Regions from separate parts of the Drosophila melanogaster genome. Here region 1 is linked to region 2. Evidence: chromatin contacts called from public Hi-C data. All regions are on one chromosome and are shown on one strand. Each heading gives the region's core, a stretch centred on a gene start, on an enhancer-like site or on the middle of the called end of the contact. The rest is flanking DNA. Distances are from core to core; before and after follow the strand shown. Region 1 overlaps wb (wing blister). Region 2 has its middle 10 kb from the start of lncRNA:CR44216.

Evidence for each region. Hi-C and Micro-C count contacts between places; a contact is called where the count stands out from the background.
Region 1: a Hi-C map of the Kc167 cell line shows a contact between it and region 2, with 1.6 times the contacts expected there. The contact joins two enhancer-like sites. A contact is called at or near these places in 11 of 107 Hi-C or Micro-C datasets (the Kc167 cell line, the OSC cell line, the S2 cell line and 4 more) and 1 of 6 datasets of contacts at active chromatin or transcription factors (the Kc167 cell line).

Annotation. Positions count from the first base shown.
Region 1 is chr2L:14,314,607-14,320,525 of dm6, forward strand. wb (wing blister) reads left to right here. Exons shown (of 16, transcript NM_165086.3): 5 at 4,948-5,919. Among named protein-coding and RNA genes, the nearest start is that of ms(2)34Fe, 11 kb to the right of the region's middle. Within about 2 kb of position 3,650, at least 13 of the 39 cell types and tissues checked have an H3K27ac peak or open chromatin away from gene starts, as enhancers often do. A contact at or near this core is called in the Kc167 cell line, where this site is marked.
Region 2 is chr2L:14,248,630-14,254,204 of dm6, forward strand. No RefSeq gene overlaps it. Among named protein-coding and RNA genes, the nearest start is that of lncRNA:CR44216, 10 kb to the left of the region's middle. Within about 2 kb of position 4,167, at least 21 of the 39 cell types and tissues checked have an H3K27ac peak or open chromatin away from gene starts, as enhancers often do. A contact at or near this core is called in the Kc167 cell line, where this site is marked.

The DNA of each region.
Region 1 (5,919 bases), core at 2,400-4,899, 65 kb after region 2:
TTCCTTACGATTCATTTACGATGTGCGATTGAAAAACACCCCAGGAAATGTGAAAATCATATTCATTGGTGTTCAGTCGTTTTTTCTCTGATTTATTCATCGTTGCAGTTTAATCCTTATGGCCTCGTAATTCTCTCTCCACCGATTTGCCGATTTAGATTGGCCAACCGAACATTCCATTTTTATGGCTTATTTTAATTTTGTTTCACTAAGGCTGGATGGATATCCACCTGCATTTTAGTTAGGAGGTCTCAAGACAAGTGGCAAGTGGCCATAAAATTTATATGCTCGCACATATTTAATCCCCATATTCAAATTTGCTTATGCGGGCACAATTTTCCGTGCCATAAACTTTGGTATTACCCACATGTGGATTTTCCTCTGCTCACATTCGAGATTTCGCAATTCACAAAAAAAAATGTAGAGGCGGTCGTCAATCCGAGACGCTGTGACCTTTGCCAGTGCTTGTCAAACTATTCGCCGCATGATGGATTGGAGTTACCGCAAATGAATGGCACATTAATTTGCATTTAAATGTGCCAAAAATATTTCTCGCCATTTTTGGCATGTCATTGACTAATGAGCGAGCCGCCGAAAATATTGTAAATTGCAAACAGCGAAAAGAAAACGTTTTTGCAACTGCAGGAAACATAAATAACAAGTCCCAGACGAAATAGATTGCAATGGATTTTTTTTTTTGCTATAGGCACAGCAACAGCAGCAATTGCTGCGATATGAAAAATATGAAAAACATTTTGCAAATGTCACATTCGCATGGCTATGAAAACCGATCTGCGAGCCAAATTTTTTGGCGCACCCCATTGAAAGCACCAATTTGTGTTATACAATATATTTATGTTTGTGTCGAGCGTTGGCTGCTTTTTCTTGGAGTATTTTTGAAATATGCGCTTTTATGCCCTATAACATAAATTTAAAAAAATTTAGCTAGAAAATATTTAAATTTATTTAAAGAGCATTTTAGTCTCGACTTTGTCCCGTTTTCGGTAGTGTTAAAAGCTTTATGCGTGCCAATTTATGCACATTAACTTTTGAGTTAAAATTTCAAATCGGCTTTCGGCAGTTCATTTGAAGTGTCTTCGATTCGTAATGCTAGCAAATTATTTGCGCAAACATTTGGCAATCGTGTGCTTAAGGGAAATTTATTTATTTTGTTTCGTTCTATTCGTCGAAATTGGTAGAAGAATTTGTTTCTAACAATTTGCTGCTCATCTTCGTTTAAAAATTAAAAAGGATGTTTAGTATTTGTTTATTCGTGACTTTGAACTTTTCTAGAACAAAAGATACTCTATCTTTATTTATTATTCAGTAAATCCAAGATTATATGTATCCATTATATATATCCAAGATATTCAAAATTTGATTTAAATGTGTGCACATCAATCTTTAATAGTTTTGATCCATCCAACTTCCGTTTCCGTTTGTTTCGCTAAACGATATAATAATCACACTGCCAGGCGCAATAATCTCCAACACGACTTACACATCTGGCCAACTCGATTCGCAATGAAGTCAACAAAGCCAACACGGCTCAGATATTTATAAATTGCATACGAGATCGGGCTTAATGTGGCCACTTTAATAGGCGCCGCCACTTATCGGGCGCCGTTGATCCAAACACCAAGAGCCAGACACTCGGAAACCATTTATTATAACAAACAAAATGCTATAATTAATTTTTTCTATTATTTTCCCAAAAAAAAAAAATACACCCCGTCATTACCGAGAAGGCGGTGGTGCAAGTTTGGCCCGAGAACGTGGCCAGTGAGAAGTCAAACGCAATTTCCTGGCCAACTTAATACTCGATTAATTTACGACGGCCACGAAAACAATTGATTTGGCCAATTCGGTGAGGGGGGGGGGGGGGCGTTGATCCAAGCGACTGGGATTGCGACTATTATGACGTGCCGGGCCGAGTTCGATCAAAGAAAGCATAAATAATGTCCCGACAGCCGGTCGATCGAGGAGTAGAACTGGTTCAGCATTTTGTTGGTGGCCCGTACCGAAATTTATGCAAACGGGTTAATTAACTTTAGCTGAAAAAGAGGAGGAAACAACTAACGAAATTCGGAACGGCAGACTTTAGCCGGGTGGTCCTGGTCCAGGTTCAGGTCCTACCCCAACCCACACTCCCATTACTCTCTCCTTCGCTTGAAAACTGGGTCAACGGTGGGCGGCTAACAAGAAAAGCCAACTAACTGCATTTGTATCCATCATTTTCGACATTTTAAATGTCAATCTGTATTGGGTATATGGAGAAGTTGTTGGCAAGTCAGTTGGTCAGTGAGTCAATCACTCAATTGAATGCGACTCATTCACTCATTCGTTCGTTCATCGATTCATTTATTTATGCAGTCAGTGGGCCAGCCAGCGTGTAGCCAACAGATTTTTATCGCAGCTGCCTACAGACGCTTAATTGCCTCTTGATTACTTGTGGAAATATCGAAATGCAATCGTTATAACACTCGTTTATTGATACGCTGAGGAATTCGGCATTGCTTATTTAAAGTATTCGTATTCAATTAAACAAATTTAAAATCCTTTCCATGATCTTGTTTCCAAAGTGTATACGCTAGAATTCCGAATGCCACTATATTTATTTATTGCAACCTAGATATAGAGTATAAAATATTTTCCGTTTAAAAATAATTTTTTGTGTTGATTTGAGATTTATGATAATTGATTGGCATCCATCGGTGCTTTTTTATGACTATTCACTGCAAGCATGCATTGCGCATACGCAACGTTGTCCCACAGTGCTGTGAGCGAACCCATAAATCATTTAATCAATATTTTGTCGTGTCGAGCGTAACATACGGTATGTTGCCCACAAAACACGTGCTCCAAATCGAAGCTCAACAAGTGAGCTTACGGCTCTAGCATATTTCTGCAATTGGTCAAGTCTTTTTATTTTTGATAGTGGTCAAGTCCAAGAGATTTTGCAATTAAACTGTCAATTCATTGGTACTTTTAGAATTATTAGTATTTGATTGTTAATTTATTGCATTGCATTTGATTTGTGACCGCGTTGACTGACCAGACAGTTTGGTTATTGGTAGTCGCATTGTGTATACGCCATGTTGTGCAGTGAAAATGACAAGCCCCAAGGCCACAGCACAGAAGTGAGACTAATGGCAGTACTCTGATTTGATAGTTAGCAGATTAGATTGTTAGAAAACGTTAGAAGGTGTTTGGTCTCGACCATCCGCCAATTTTTCATGACATTCCTGCAGACAAAGCAAATGACAGTCGATCAATCCCAAATTATGCCGCCCATGCCAATGTGAACGGTAACCCTAAAATTTAACGCACATTCAAGCTGAAAACCGTTAAACGAACGGAAGTGCTCTTAAAACGGCCCACACACGCGAGATCTCTGACCATCGGGACCAGTCTAGCGATCGGCAGCCAGCAAATCGAGATATAACTAAGGGGTAAAAACAAAGCAGAAAAAACAGAAAACAAACAAAACGTGCTCATTAATAAAAAATCAAGAAAACAAAATTGTCAATAAAACCAAAGGCCCGCGAGACTAACAACCCGACCAGAAGAAACAAACTCAAGACCCACGCAATAAATCTCCAGTGGGTGTGCAAGTGACTCTCAAACTGTTGTGCCATGACAAACGCATTTTCAACTAAAGCACCAAAAACATCAGGCAAAAAAACGATCGAGGAGCAGGCGAAGAGTCGTGATTCCCATTGTAAACTTTAATGACATCATTTGCCCAGGCAAAAACATGTGAATGGCGTCAGTTGATTGAACTTTTTATTGGTGGCTCCGTCTGAAGGAGTCGCCTATAGTCATAGTCGTAGTCGTAGGCCTTTCTCTCGCCACTCATTTCATTCATGAAAATGCAAATCCCCCCAAACGAACGATGGCAAGCACTTGACAGCTGCACTATAGTCAGTCTTGAGTCTTCAAGTCCCAGCCATATGCCAAGTGCCTCAAGGCGCAGCTTCCTTCTCCTCCTCTTGAATACTCCTCGAAGCAGCTCTAGAGTGGATCTACTATCACCTATCCTATCGTGTCGCGTGCTAAGCTTGTTCATATTTCTTTGAAATACCCTACGATTTGTCCAAAGTCCCATTGCATTCAGTTGACTAGGAATCAAAAGAATTTGCTTACAATATTTTTTAAAGTATCACTACCAAACATTTAATTATACATTGCATACATTATACATTACCTTATATACATATATCTATTTAATCTTAATAGCCATTAAGAGAGAGCACCCAATCTTCGTTGCAAGTTCCACAGATCTCTTCTAATTTTGCATGCACCTTTTGCCAATATTTTAGATGTATTTTTTTATAGAGCGTGCAATCAAATTGAAAAGTGTTTTTGCGTTGGTTTTACCGGATTTATGAATGAATTTATTTTCGTATATAGTATATATATGTATGTACCTCCTGCCTATCCACATACTCATGAGCTTGGCAGACTTGTCTGGCTTGTTCCGACGTCGTCGTCTCCCACAGCTTTTTTTTCGGGGTCCAACGTCCGCTGGTCCGTCGTCGCATTTGTCGTTTGTCGCCCGAATAGGAAACTGAATGCATATGTGGGCGGACTTTGGGGCGCTGCCTACGCGCAACCCACAAACCCACCAACTGGCTAGCGGGTCTGGTGGGTCTAGTGGATACAGTGGGTCTGTGCGCGCCACTTGGTGGCTGTTAAGGTGCAGTTAGCTGGCTGCCACTGACAGTGACGTAGTTGTGGCCCAGTAACCCAAGACGGGGAAAGCTAATAGCAAGGGGATTGATTGTTAGATTCCAGCACCGACATTGATTCATTGATTAAATCCTACTTCATTAAATATAAATTTAGTAACATAACTTACAGTAAAGATTTTGATTAAATATAAATATCTATTTAGATATTCTTCCTTTTAGTTATATATAATAACATATGCACCTTCATTTACAGAATGCCACTGCAGCAGTGTGGGATCCCTGTCATCGGATTGCGATAAGCGAACTGGGCAATGCGCCTGCCTGGCCAACGTCACCGGGAGGAGATGCGACAAGTGTCGACCGGGTCACTGGAATCTCACGGCGGGCGAGGGCTGCCGGGATTGCCGATGCGATCCTCATGGTTCCCGAGGTCACGAGTGCAACCCGTGGACGGGCCAATGCGACTGCAAGATCGGGGTTGGAGGTCAGCACTGTAACGAGTGTACGGAGGGATTCTTTGGCTTCAGCACGGAGGGTTGTCAGCGGTGCTCGGCCTGCAGGTCGGAGGGTCAGGTGTGTGACCCGCACAATGGACGCTGCATTTGCCCCAAGTTCACCCGTGGCCTGGGATGTGGACAGTGTGTGCCGGGCACCTGGGGCTGGCAGGCTCGATTGGGTTGCCGGGAATGCGAGTGCGATCACATTGGCTCCATTGGTCAGCAGTGCAGCACCGGCGATGGACAATGCCAGTGCCGAGAGGGATATTCGGGCAGAAAGTGCGACACTTGCGCCATCGGGTATTTCGGCTATCCGGAGTGCCGACGATGCGGCTGCGATGCGGAGGGTTCCTTCACCCAGGCGGATGGCTCAATAGCCTGTGACTCGAATGGCCAATGCCCGTGCAAATCCCTTGTGGTGGGTCTCAAATGCGATACCTGCATGCAAAGCACTTTTGGATTGTCCGCACAAAATCCCGAAGGATGCACCCGATGCTTCTGCTTCGGGAGATCCGGTGAGTGCGAGCAGAGCGACTTGTCTTGGGGACACATCCGTATGGCGGAGTCCAGAAATCTCAGCGTTCAGCAAATAAGACCGCACTCGGTACCCAGCTCAGACTACGAGTACATAGTGGTGGTTCAGATGGAGGGCAGCAGTTTCCATCGCGAAGACGCGGAGATCCAGCGCATGAATGATCTGAGCTTAGTGCCCAAATCTACGGGGAATG
Region 2 (5,575 bases), core at 2,917-5,416:
ACCGTCGATTTGGCCAGACCTTGTGTTTCCTGCTTTCACCCAATGCCTTTTTATTTTCTTTCTTTTTAAAACGCCCCCACGTGCGCAAGATGGCCAAATTTGGTTAGGGGGCAGTTCGATCGCGGTGTCGGGCCAAAAGAAAGAGCCTCATTAAAATAAATCAACTCTTTTGAATGCCCGTAAGGTGTGTAATCGCGGCGTGAATTGAGGCGACTAAAAATGGGCGGAAAATACCATACCTGGGTGGCAAAGGCTGCCAAATTCAATTTGCATCTATTGCAACTTGCAAATCAACATTACCACTTGGTCTATTAAGGCAAATTAACTGGGCATTTTTTGATTTCAGCAAAAGATACTAGTTTAAACGATCGTGATGCATGTAAAAGGTTATTTTCCATGCAAACGAAAGCTACTTGTAGCTTTTAAAAAATCCATTTGTGTAACTTGATTGGCTTCATTGAAAGTTTTTTTTTTTCCTGCAATAAGCACTATGGCGACATCCTGACTTTGGCGAATAAACGTCATTCTCATCTTACCGGCAATTAGATATCAACCTTCTTGAGTACAATACCCTATCGATTTTCCCGTAGCGGCGACAACATCCAGACAAAAAAACACACTTGGCCAGCTGGCAAAGTAAAACTAATCCGCTTAAAAGCCTCGATTTCCGAGGAGAAGCAAAAGCAGCGGCTGAAATAGAAACACAACTGGAACCAGAACCAGAATGATAAAGCCAGAAAATGAACCCAGACAACGACAACCTGAGTGTCGCCTGGTCATTTGCGATTGAGGCGAGAACTAAGCTCCGACGTGCGGGATTTGAATGGATATTGATTTCCAGCTGGGAAAATAAATGAAAGAGACCTGGCTAAGGAAGATGAGGTGCGGCGAGCGAGGCGAGTGAGGGGGCCAGAAGGCACGTGACAACACAGGTGCCAGACATGTGATTCTATGCAATGGGGGTTAACCCACTAAATAACAAACTTTGAGATATTCATTCATTTGCATTAATCCAATAAATACATTACCATTTCTAGCTTAATGTGAAATACTTAAATAGTTACAAGCAGAAGATTACTAACAAGGCACCTTTTTAAAAGAGTGTTGTTTATTTGTTTCTTATTAATCTTACACAAAATCATAATCATAAGTATGTGTGAAAAATCAAAATAATATATTAATAAATATTGCAGGAAAACTCCTAACAAGCTTTAAAAACCTAGCAAGCTAACTACCTTTTTCTTAATTCTCTGGTTCGTTTCGCACACCTGATTAATGGGTTAATGTATCTATTTTTATGCACCCAGCTGCCACTCAGTTGGCTTTGACTGGTCTCGGGGATAAGTGGCAAAGAGGCCGGCTAATCAGGCCCAAAGGTAAAGCCAAAGCCAAAGCCATGAACCAACGAACCGCCCAACAGCCCAACCACCGAAACGCCCCACCCATCCGCTGGTGACCCACTTGAGCATGCACCGCTCGTGACATTGGGCAGGGAAACGTGCAGAAGCGACGGGAAATCGACAAGAAGACAAACAAAACAGCAAAACGTGCAGAACGTCACTTTCGGGCCGCCTTTTTGTTGTTAATTTAGAGAGATGCGTCACAGCGAAAAGTGTTAAGAAAGAAATGCGCGGAAAATCAGGAAATGTAAGCGGTGAGAACTGCGCATTAAGCATCGCATTGCATCGCACGGCAAAACGCAGCCAAATAAAGCGAAACAACAGCGGAGACAGGCGCAATGTTGACAATTGTTGAAACTGACAGTTTGACGTTTTAACTCACGCGCCAAACGCCAAACGTCAAACGGCAGCAACAACCAACACAATATCAACATCAGCAACATAGTAATACGTTGTACGGCCAAACGGCAATCTAGGCAAATCCACCGAGTAGACAACTCAATGAGCCATTTTGATGGACACCTCCGACGACAGCTGTACGGCACACGAATGTATATAATGCATATTCATTTGACAATTATTTATGCTTGATTTCTGCAGAATTATCGGATCGCTGCTGGGAATCAATGTTGAATATAATGAGTGGAAGCTGAGGTCAACACGTTGATCTGTCTCCTTCAATCGGAAATAGTTGTCAGATATTGTTTCTAAGTTATTTGGGATTGTTCAAGGCTGACATGCGTGTCTTTAATTTAATATCCTGAATGCGAAACAGATTCCCAATGAGGAAATGTTTTCACATCATACATCAATCGCTTCTGAATTGGAATTTTATTAAAATATACTATAGTTAAATATTAACCCACTTTTGGCCCGAATGACCCATGTTTGATTAGAAATAACTGAACTAATGGCCAGAAATGGAAATCAGCATGGGAATATTTGGTTCAAAGAATGTGACATGAGTCGCGTGCGCTTCGTCTCGATGAAATTTACTTTTGTTATTGTCCATTGTTTGCTATCGTCTTTCCATAGTATAATTGACACTCTCTGTCCAGAGCTCATAAATTAATAGCAATTGGCGCAATGTGCAACTGCAAATTGCTGGCTGACCAGTTGAGGCAAGAAGGAAAGATGCAACGACCCGATCGGAGATCTTTTTGTGTGGGTTGACTTATAAATAGAGGAATGCCATGGGATGCATAGGCATGCGGTTCATCATACATAGTTAGAAAGAAAGTCGAGTGGAAATTAGTCGCACAATGAAAGCTGCAAGTGTTTGTAAGTGGTGTAAATGCAACCAGGAAGAAATGTCTGGCACTTCGTTGTGATCTCGTCGCAATTTATTTTATGAGTTCAGAAAGCTAAAGAGGTCTTCTGTATGAGCAAACGTCTTTGATTCTACTCAGACTTTAATATTTTGTGCATTTTTAATACATGTGTATGTTGTTCATTTGTAATTGTAATATTTTGTAATATTAATATTATATTAAGGCCTTCTGTCACGACATCAATTTGCCAACTTTCTTTGAACTTTCAATTCATATAGAGAACGGTTTAGTCTCACGTGTTTGAAATTTTCCACAAGTCCTTATTATGATTAGCTTTTGTACCGAGTTTCCGCTTTAACATTTTCGTAACTTCTTTTTCGTTTGGTAACCCGGCAGTCACTGAAGTGGAAGCAAATTGCTGACGGTTGCTGCCTCCGATTCGATACGTACACGCATTATTCACGCATAAATCCATTGTATGCTTAGGACAATGACGACAGCAGCGACCTAGAATAGAACAAACATATTCCATATAATTGGCTGAGCGTGTTAGTTATTACATCACACAACGAAATAAGTATAAAAACGAAGCGCACGGGAAAAGAAAATCCTCTCATATACTTTTCCTTGCCTTTCCTTCCATAAACGGAATTTTCCTTTACCGTAGGTTGCATACTTTTGGGAAGCGAAAAAAATTTGCATTTTGTGCGTGCGTCAACAGAATTTAATTTGATTTATTTTGTGTTGCGGAAAAGCTTACTTACTGTCGCAGAAAAAAAAAACAAAAAATGGTTTGATTTCATATTCATCATGTTACCTGTTGAAAATTGTTAGATGATGATACATGAAGTTGATATTTACGAAATTTACGTTTAATGATGAATTAGTTTTTAAGCGAATTAAAAACCATTTCCTTCCACGCACAGTTGAGGAAATTTCTTTCGAATATCAGCTGTACTTTATATATAAAATAATATACTATTTACTTTATTCATTTAAGTTTTGTAGTTTTTAACTGAATTGAATTTTAATTTATCAAAACCATATAAAGAGAACGTATAAATATATTTTTATACAAAGATAAAGGTATTCGAAGCATACTTCTGGGCTTCCCTTTATTGGTTATAGTAAGGCAATTGCTCTAAAACTGTGTGGATTTCTTCACTGACGTCGATTTTGTTATTTCTTCACTGTCGATAATGTTAAGTATACTATTGTATTTTAAGTATATAACTACTTTGTTGTTATTATAATGACATTATTTTTAAACAATTCCTGTACATTTCACTTCATAAATTGAACGCTCTTTTTATAAAACCCTTATGAGTCACAAACTCAACGTACGTTTTTATTTGGTAAATCATGAAAATAATAAAATTATGAATTAGGTCAACAAAAAGTGTGATTTATAAAAGTAATAATGAGATTTGGTAAGGAATTCGTATGGAGTACCCCAAACATATTATTTCAAGTTATTTTAAAAAGCATATATTTAGGCATATGATAATACCAATATCATCAGTGCATCTAAAACTGTAACGCATGGAACACAAGGGATATATCCTTTTTTCCTATCGAAAAATAATGATCTGCTGCAGAATCCGCAGAGACTAATTTGCATGTAATTTGTTGTGTCGGCACCTCGGCCCTATTCGATTTCACTGCCTGTTTTGGCCACAAGCAAGTTGAAAACCGGCAGCAAGTCAATATTTTGTGTTTGGAGTGCCTGCAAGATGGTTATCTTGGTGACAACAACAACCGAACCAAATTGGACTGTAACCAGTGGTCCTGGGATTCCTCGGGGACCGCACTTTGCATATGGTCTGGGTCTGCAAAAAAAAATATCAAGTTCATGCTGTGAGCTGTTTGTGTTACCTGATCCCCATTGTTGTTGTGGCAGGGATCATGTCTTCTTTTGGGCCAACTTAATGCAAGATCATTGGCCCAGTTGGCAACTGTCGGCTGGCTTGGCTTTTGGAGTATCGAATCCAGTGTGTGTGTGAGTGCATCCCACTGATCTGGTATTTTTTCGTAATGCGGAAGCTGTTTGGGCTTGTCTGCGAAGGTGTCATTGTTAGCTCCATGGCCATGATTGATTGGCTGGAAGGCTGGAAGAAGTTGGTACTCCGGCTTTGTTTTGTGACTGTAGATGTCATATCTTCAGTGTTTGTTAGGGTAAAGAGGAGAGTGCTTGTAAATCGAGGGCAGAGTTGTATAAATATAAGAGTTGAATAAACAAAAAGAGTTGAAATAGTGAATACAGTTTTTGCAGCAACTAACTAAAGAACCAGCAGTGGCGAAGATATATTTACTAGTAACTTCTGACCTATACTTGATACACTTATCCTTAGCATTATATCTTACAACATTATTATGAAGATATACCAAGAGATCCCGTTTTGGCAATATATTTTCTCCCAATTATTTCAGTACTTATTTGTTATCGATCGCCAGACTTTCTGCTTTCTCCACCTACTTCACACCCAAGAAGCCGTTCGCTTACACCAGCCCACGTCTGAAAGAAATTTCCAGCGCTCTGGCAAACTAAACGCTCTTGGCCAACACTTTAATACCTTTAATTACGCCCCAAATATTATGGCCACTCTTCATAACCGATATGCGATACAATCTGGTGTTTAATCAGAAAAGTAAAGAAAATAAAATGCACTCATTGGCTGTGGAGATGGCAGGCCGAACTGCCAAGAGGACTGGAATGTGTTATCAGAGTCGAGGAATCGGCGCATGCGCCACAGCAGCAGCATCGGGAAAAGCAATTACACGGCAAGAGTAGCCAACATACTTTATATACTATACTATATAGCACTACACCCGACAATGTTGCATTCGCATATGCTATCTCAGTTTACCTTGAACCTCAGCTGGTGCAACTGCAACTGGAGCTGC